2 separate regions of the Rattus norvegicus genome follow, and region 1 is linked to region 2. The links are chromatin contacts, called in public Hi-C maps. All regions are on one chromosome and are shown on one strand. Each heading gives the region's core, a stretch centred on a gene start, on an enhancer-like site or on the middle of the called end of the contact. The rest is flanking DNA. Distances are from core to core; before and after follow the strand shown. Region 1 overlaps Tead1 (TEA domain transcription factor 1). Region 2 overlaps Parva (parvin, alpha).

The links. Hi-C and Micro-C count contacts between places; a contact is called where the count stands out from the background.
Region 1: a Hi-C map of Schwann cells shows a contact between it and region 2, with 5 times the contacts expected there. The contact joins two enhancer-like sites. A contact is called at or near these places in 11 of 12 Hi-C or Micro-C datasets (the Rat2 cell line, Schwann cells, frontal cortex and 6 more) and 1 of 1 datasets of contacts at active chromatin or transcription factors (oligodendrocytes).

The regions. Positions count from the first base shown.
Region 1 is chr1:176,400,914-176,404,860 of GRCr8, forward strand. It overlaps Tead1 (TEA domain transcription factor 1), which reads left to right. Exons shown (of 13, transcript NM_001198589.2): 9 at 1,309-1,433. Among named protein-coding and RNA genes, the nearest start is that of Rassf10, 90 kb to the right of the region's middle. Within about 2 kb of position 1,283, at least 14 of the 93 cell types and tissues checked have an H3K27ac peak or open chromatin away from gene starts, as enhancers often do.
Region 2 is chr1:176,015,446-176,019,301 of GRCr8, forward strand. All of the region lies in intron 1 of Parva (parvin, alpha), which reads left to right. Among named protein-coding and RNA genes, the nearest start is that of Parva, 36 kb to the left of the region's middle. Within about 2 kb of position 2,001, at least 9 of the 93 cell types and tissues checked have an H3K27ac peak or open chromatin away from gene starts, as enhancers often do.

The sequences.
Region 1 (3,947 bases), core at 33-2,532, 380 kb after region 2:
CGCTTACCTAGCAAGCGCAAGGCCCTGGGTTCGGTCCTCAGCTCCAAAAAAAAAAAAAAAAAAAAAAAAAAAAAGATTTTAAAAAACCCCTTTCTTCTAAGAGCTCTTTCTGTGGGACTGTCAGGAAACAGGAAGCCTGACCACTTTCACTTACGACGCTGGGCCCCACTTAGAAGGGGAAGTTGTTGTGGTCAGAAGCTGCCAAATCATGTCACTGAGTCAGGCACAGATTACTTAAGCTTTCTTTTTTTTTTTTAAGATTTATTTATTTATTTTATGTATGTGAGTACACTGTAGCTGTCTTCAGACACCAGAAGAGAGCATCAGATCTCATTACAGATGGTTGTGAGCCACCATGTGGTTGCTGGGATTTGAACTCAGGACCTCTGGAAGAGCAGTCAGTGCTCTTAACCACTGAGCCATCTCTCCAGCCCTACTTAAGCTTTCTTAGGTAGTGAAGTTCAGTTCCCTGTTGGTTCCCTCCTGTAAGAGAGGGCTTACATGCAAGCTCATAGCAGAAAGTGAATCTGAATGACCCATCTGGTTCTCCTTCTCCTGAGCCCCCTCTCTCAGGGAACGTTCGATAGTGCTGGTGAGCATGGTCTTGAGATAGAAGATGAGCCAATACAAGCAGTGTACTCTGGGTCCTGGCTTCACAGGATGCCTTCACAAACCTTTCCCTGGATGTTTCCACCATTCTTAGCTTGCTCCCCAGCCAGTCCCCTTTACCCAGGATTAGCTGTCAATATTGGTTGCTGTGGCAAAATACCTATACAAGCAAGCAGAGAGAGGAATGGTTTGTTTGGGTTCGTATAGTTTGAGGGTATAGTCCCGTCATGGCAGTGACATCATAGAGGGAGGAGTGTCCCATCATGTCCACTGGAGGAAGCAGAGTGAATGCTGATGCTCAGCTCTCTTTCTGTTCTTCGCTGTTCAAGACCCTAGCTGTGTGATGGTGCTGTGCACACTTAGGGAGGGTCTTTCCTCTGCTTCAGTTAAACTTCACAGATGCTTCTCCATGGTGATTCCACATTTAATCGAAACAACAACAGACCTGAATCATCACATTGTCCCCTGCCACAGCTCCTCTTGAAGCTTACCTGAGGCTGGCTTCATGATGCACTTCATGCAGTCTGCTTAGCTGTCACTATCTGCAAAAGCCCCAGCTAGAGTGTCACCCAGCCTGAGTGCCAGCAGTGGAAGGATGTGTCCTTCCCTTCTTGGTCCTCTGTGTTCAGAATTCTGCCCCATGGAGGTCTGGAGGGAGGTGCAGGTTGACTTGTGTAAAGGTGACAATTGTTATTTCAGGGTTTGAGCCTGCATCAGCCCCAGCTCCCTCAGTTCCTGCCTGGCAGGGCCGATCCATTGGCACAACCAAGCTTCGCCTGGTGGAATTCTCAGCTTTCCTTGAGCAGCAGAGAGACCCAGACTCGGTGAGTGTACTTAGAGGGGTGTGGCTAGCAGGAAATGCTTCCATGCCTGCTCATGTCTTCACCCTGTGCTCTGTCCCTTACTGACCCCTTCCCTTACACATGTGTGAAATGTCCTGTGTAAAAGCATACGGAGCCACCAGGCCACACTTCCTCACCCAGGGAGAAGGAGGCTGTTGGCAGGTATCTTCTCATATCTTCCAATATGAGAGGTCAGTGTTTATTGCCGTGTAGACCACAAGCTCCAGGGGGTACCTTGGCTGGAGGGCAGGCCTCACCAGGCTTGTATCATAAAATTTAGCAACAGGGAGTACATATTGAGCCTTGTGTGGCTGATGGGATATAAAGTATCTGTACAGTTAGAAGTGTGAACCCTGAATTAGTATCTTCTTTAGTCACATAGTTATATCTTCTGGGTTAAACATTCATCCTAAAAGGCTAAAGGCTAAACAACCAATCATATTATCTGGTATTTCTAAGCCCCACCCACACCCCACACCCCACACCCCAAAAAAGTGAAAAACGCAATTATCTTCTCAGAAGTAATGTTGGTGCTTTGATAGCTACTGTAGACTGCAGCGCCTTGTCATGTTGTAAATACCAGAAACACAGGCATCTGGACTCTGTCTGTCATTTTCTTCTTTTCCTTCCCCGCCCACTCCATCTTGTACGCATCATCCCATGCATATGTGAGCCTCCTTTCTTCCTCGCCCCCCATAAGCTTGTACCCTTTGTTCGCGCCCACTCCTTGGCTCTGAGTGTGAGGGTTGCATCTGTGTGTGGGTGAGCCCCAGGCAGCAATTGAAACAATCATGAGTTAGTGTTTGGGATCCTCACCAACTCCTTTCTCCACACTCTGTATCTCCCAGCACTGACCTCTTCGGGGGACATGTTAGGTTTGTGGGTCTTGCTATCATCTGTTTTCTAGAGAAAGAACCAGAGGCTGGCCATGGTGGCACACACAGAGGCAGGTGGATGTCTGAGTTTGAGGCTAGCCTGGTCTATATAGTGAGTTCTAGGGCAGCCAGGACTATATAGTGAGACCCTATGGGAGAGAAGTAAGAGAGGGCGGAGAGGAAGGTGCACAGAGATGAGCACACAGTTTGTCATACCTGCATGTACTAGTCACTCTAATGGTGAGCCTTAGAGGTGACCTTCCAAGCTTCTGCTTGACTGGGTGCAGAGGTGCCCAAGGTTAGGCAGTGTACCACATGTTACCACTGTACACCGAGAGCTCGTATGGGGGCCTCTGATATATCCACCTGTTACTCTGAGGGCTGTCAGAAAACAGGGCTGCGATGACGTAAAGTAGACACAAAAACTGGGGCTCTTGAGACCGGCGCAAGGTTGAGGCTGCCTGGTGTGCTCTTCTCCAGTGCAGGAAGCCACCCAGGAAGAATGGCCTGCTGGGCTAATGGTCCACACAGGTGGGAGCACTTTGATGACATAGGTCACCTCCTTGTAGTGTCTGCTTGGAGACTGGACTGGCCTTCCCCCTGTGTCTGTGTTTGTTTCAGAGTGCTTTGCCATTGAGTCCATCATTTGTCTCTTTCAGATAGGTTCCGTTTTCCTCATTTTGCAGAGGAGGAAACAGGTCAGGCACATTTGGTGACTTACGGTATGTAGTTAGCAAACAGAAGGACCAGACTACACTTTTCTGAAGTGTTCTCTCATCACACCCATGCTGAAGGCCCTCTGAACTGCATGCATGGCCCTCGATAGTCCCCGATGAGCCTGGCTCTCGCCCTGTGCCCAATTGCTGATGTTTGAAATATGCCTTATGACCACGGCCCCTCAGTGTGGGTGGAACATTCTAGAAGCTTCAGATGCTCAATTCCCCTAGAGCCTACACAGGCCCTCCCCTTCATTTAAATCAGAGATTATGTACATATAAGTGGTTTTATACTTCACTGTTCAGGAAATGTAGATGGTACCGTTCCATAGACTGAGCTCCCAAACTGAATAAAAAAGTACACTGAGGGCCAACTAAGCGTAGTCTGCCAGGGCCTACTAAGTGCCGATGTAAAATTACTCCTTTTCCTCACAATTGAACGTTGCTTGCTCTTCATGTACTGCTCCTGTAGAGAACTCACCCATCCTCAACTCTTCTGTGCCCTCTTCTGGCCCTCAAAGGCACGTGTACGGAAAGAGACATCACACAGAAACATAGTGAAAACTAAAATCTTTACAAATGGAAGTTACTTGATCTTAGTTTAAAATGTCCACCTTTTCAAGGCTAGAAATGTAGCTTAGTTGGAGAGCGCTTATTTAGTATGTACATGCAAGGCCCTGGATTCTACCCACAGCATCTTAACACCAAGACAGTATAGTTTCAGACCATGAAAATACTTTCTAATGTATCTTGATTATTTTTGACTTGGGGTATAATGTTTAATAATTTCACCCACTGAAATCATAATTTTGTGTTCCCTACTCTTTCATTTCTTTGCACACCCACTTTGCAGTTAAGTGTGTGCAGATGAGTATACAGGGACAGGCTCAGTTGGTAGCGTGCTT
Region 2 (3,856 bases), core at 751-3,250:
AAGAAGATGAGAGTGTGGTGGGTGGCACATCGGATTAAACACCCTTAAAAGCTTCTGGTTGAAGGTTTGCTCTCCAGCTGGTGGCGCTGTTGAGGTGTGATTGAAGCAGGAGAGCCTTCATCAATGTGTGTGAGTCTACACTTGAGTCCATAGTCTAATAGATGGTTGAGAATCAGACCTAGTTGGAGGAACTAAGTCACTGTTGTGCCTTTGAAGAGGCACCCCTCCCAGGCTCTCCTTCTGTCAGGTGGTCAGCAGTTGCCAGGATCCTCTCCTTACACAGGCCCCAGAGTGATGGAGCTCCTACCGTGGGCTGAAAACTGTGATACCAAAAATCAGATCAATCGTTTAGTTTTCTTCTCCTTACAGAGCTCTGGCTGTCCTGGAACTTGATACATAGACCATGATGACCTTGAACTCGCAGAGATCTACCTGCCTCTGCCTCTCAAGTGCTGGGATTAAAAGAATATACCACCACACCCAACCTCAATCTTCTACTTTTTTTTAAATAACTGTTTTTCATGGGTAATGAGGAGCTAGGGCCATCCAGTAAATAAAGGGCCCTCTAAATTCTACATTCTAATCCCTAGGGAATTTCATGATGATGGGAAATCAATAGGAAAAGTAGAATTATCATTAAGGCAATCAATTGGATGGCTGTAAAAAAATAGAAATGATTTTTGAATCATCAGGTGTGCTTGCATTGGCAAAGGACCTTAAAAGCAGAGGGGAAGGACCTGAGAGCTAGAGGGAGGTGTGGCCAAGAGGTCATGTGACATGACAGACTGTGAACACAGGGTGAGGGGCCATGAGCCAAGCAATGGAGGCCACCAGCACCTGACAAAGGGAAGGAAGGGCAGGGATTCTCCTTAGAGCCTCCAGAAGAGAACATGGGCCTACTGACAGCCTGACTGCAGCCCAGTGACTATTGTGACTTCTGACCTCCACTATTGTGAAATAATGAATGTGAGGTGTTTTTTTTTTAAGCCACTAAATATGTGGTAATTGGTTGCAGCAGCAAGAGGAATACAAACAACATTTTCATACCAAATATCCTTAACTGTAGCACATTCTGTTATGGCCTTTGACTGAGAAAGTCTAAGTGTCTTTTCCTAGGTGTGGTGAGTGCTTCAAATCCCAGCGCTTGGGAGGCAGAAGCAGATGAGTCTCTATGAGTTCAACACCAGCCTGGTCTACACAGTGACTTCTAGGCTAGATAGGACCATTTAATGAGAACCTGTCTCAAAAAGAAAGAAGGGGAGGAGAAGGAGGAGGAAGAAGAGGAGAAAGGGGAAGAAGAGAAGTCTTTAGAGAGACTGCTTACCAGTCTATGTGGGATGACATCATGCCTTTGCAGCAGTGATTGGACTTGCTGACAAGTCTCTAGCTTGGAGGAATGTAGACAGCAAGCTAATTCCAGGTGGCATATTGTAGCCTGTTAAGGGTCCTGATTTTAAGTGACCATGGAGAGCAGGGGAAGCTACAGAATTCAGAGAGAGTGGTTGGATATGCAGCCCCAGGACCCTTTGGCAGTGTGGTCCAGGGACTAAGGATCGGGGCTTGGATAGCCCTCAGACTGATGTGGGCTCACTGTAAAGTCTCTGCCTGTTCTGTCCTGGGATTCAAGGTTCAGCTCCCAGGCGTCCTATGTGAAACCCCCTAGTTTGTCTCAGCTCACAGGAAACTCCCTCCAAGCCACTCCTTTCCCTTAGCCAGGGCCCCTGGGCAGCCGCTTCACCTCCTGTGCTGCTGTGGTTTTCCCTTGACTAGCTGTCAGGCCAGTCTGCAGAGGGCCAGCCCAGCCTGTTCCAGGCCTACATTTGGGGCTCAGCAGTGGATACATTTGATTGGTTGTGGCTGGATCCAAGGGGTCCTACACAAGGCCTGTTGCTTTCTCCTTTTAGGGAAGTTGGTTCTCTCTTGCTTGTTTCTCCTCCTCTCTTTGGACGCATCCCTAGCAAATCTCAGTAGGGCCCAGTGCCTGCAACCAGTCTGTGATTCACACTGAGCCTGCCAGATTGCTCACTCCAAAACTCAGTATTCACCATGTCCCTCCTTCCCTGGGCACAGTTGAGGACTCTCCACCACCACAACTGTCTTAGCTTCAAATGTGGAAATAGAACAGAAAAATAAAATCACCATAGAGCCTTCTTTTTTAGCGACTCGTCCCATGGAACCTCGGTATAAAACCGAGAGGCTGGCATGTAGCTCAGCCAGCAGAGAGCTCACCTAGTGTACACAAAGCCCTAGGAGCCTCCCGGGTACTGCATATGCCTGAGCATCGTGGTCCAAGCCTGTGGTCCCCACTCAGGAGGTCCAGGCAATGGGAAGAGAATCAGAAGCTGAAGACTGGGTTGACAGGATGGCTCCGAGGGTAAAAGTGCTTACTTACTATGAGAGCCTTGGGTCTGAGTTCTTTTCCCCAGAACCTGAGGTAGAAGGAGAGAACTGACTCCAGCAAGTTCTCCTCTGACCTCCACATGTGTAGGCACACGTGTAAAAACATCCATGTCATATCACTAGGGCTTGCTGGTTGCCACTGTAGCCTGAAAACACAACTCTAGGTTCAATGAGAGAGGGACTGTCTCTAAGGTCTTTCTTTTGAAGATCCCTTCCTTTCTTCCTTCCTTCCTTCCTTCCTTCCTTCCTTCCTTCCTTCCTTCTTTCTTTCTTTCTTTTTTTCTTTTTTCTTTTTTCTTTTTTTTAGATATTTAGGTGAACAATAATAATTTTAAAATAGGCTTTAATATTTTTTGGAGCAGTCTTGAATTTATAGGGAATATATGGGGCTAATACAGGGTTCCCATGTATCTGTCATGCCCTTCCCCCTACCACAGACTCATGCTGGTACGAGACCCTGGTTACAGTGGGCGAGGCAGTCCTGATGCACAACTTTCACCAGGGGCCACACCCACACTTTGTTTACATTCCCTTAGCTCTTACCTAAGAACCCTTTTTGTCTGCTCCAGGACCACATTTCCTTAGGTGGTCCCAGATTCCTAATCTCCTTGTGGTAGGGATAGGTTTCAAGCTTCCCTTGGTTCTTATATTTTCTCTCTAAAATTTTTGCCTTTGTTTTATTTTTCAATTTTGGCCTGCTTGTATGTTTGTGCACCTTATGAATAGAGTGCTTACAGAGGCCAAAAGAAGGGATCTGATCCTCTGACCAAGGTTACAGATGGTTGTGAGCCACCATGTGGGTACCAAGAATCAAACCGGGGTCCTCTAGAAGAGCAACAAGTGCTCCTAACTACAGAGCCATCTGCCCAGCCCCTGATATTTCCAGGAAGTTGGGTCAGGTGTGGTGTAGGATGCTTCTGTTCTGGGATTTGTCCCCTGATCTCCTCATAGTTGGGCTGAAGTTGAGTTGGTGGGCCACGGATGGCCTACGTAGCGTCTGTGAAATTGGAATCAGATGCATGTATGAAGCCTACAGCATGCTTAGAAAAGTCAGTGGTGATACACAGTAATACACAAGGCTTTTAAGAGCCTTCTCTGAGGGTTTGGGGATTTAGCTCAGTGGTAGAACGCTTGCCTAGCAAGCGCAAGGCCCTGGGTTCAGTCCCCAGCTCCGAAAAAAAAAAGGGGGCCTTTTCTGTTTACCCCTGTACATGTCACTGGCCTGTCCCTCTCCCTCCTGAGAGCTTCCAGTGTCCTGACCGTCTCCCCAGACAGCTCCGGCTTGGAATCCCCTCCATGGAATGCCTGTCATTCTCCCTACCTGGCTCTCTTCTGATGAAAGCCGTCAAAGTCTGCTCGACTCTTCACCTCCACCCTCCGTTTGTCTCTGCTTTCCCTGAGGCAGTCCCCAGGGCTCCCTTGGGTGTGTGTCTGATCATCCTGTTCTGTGCTGGAA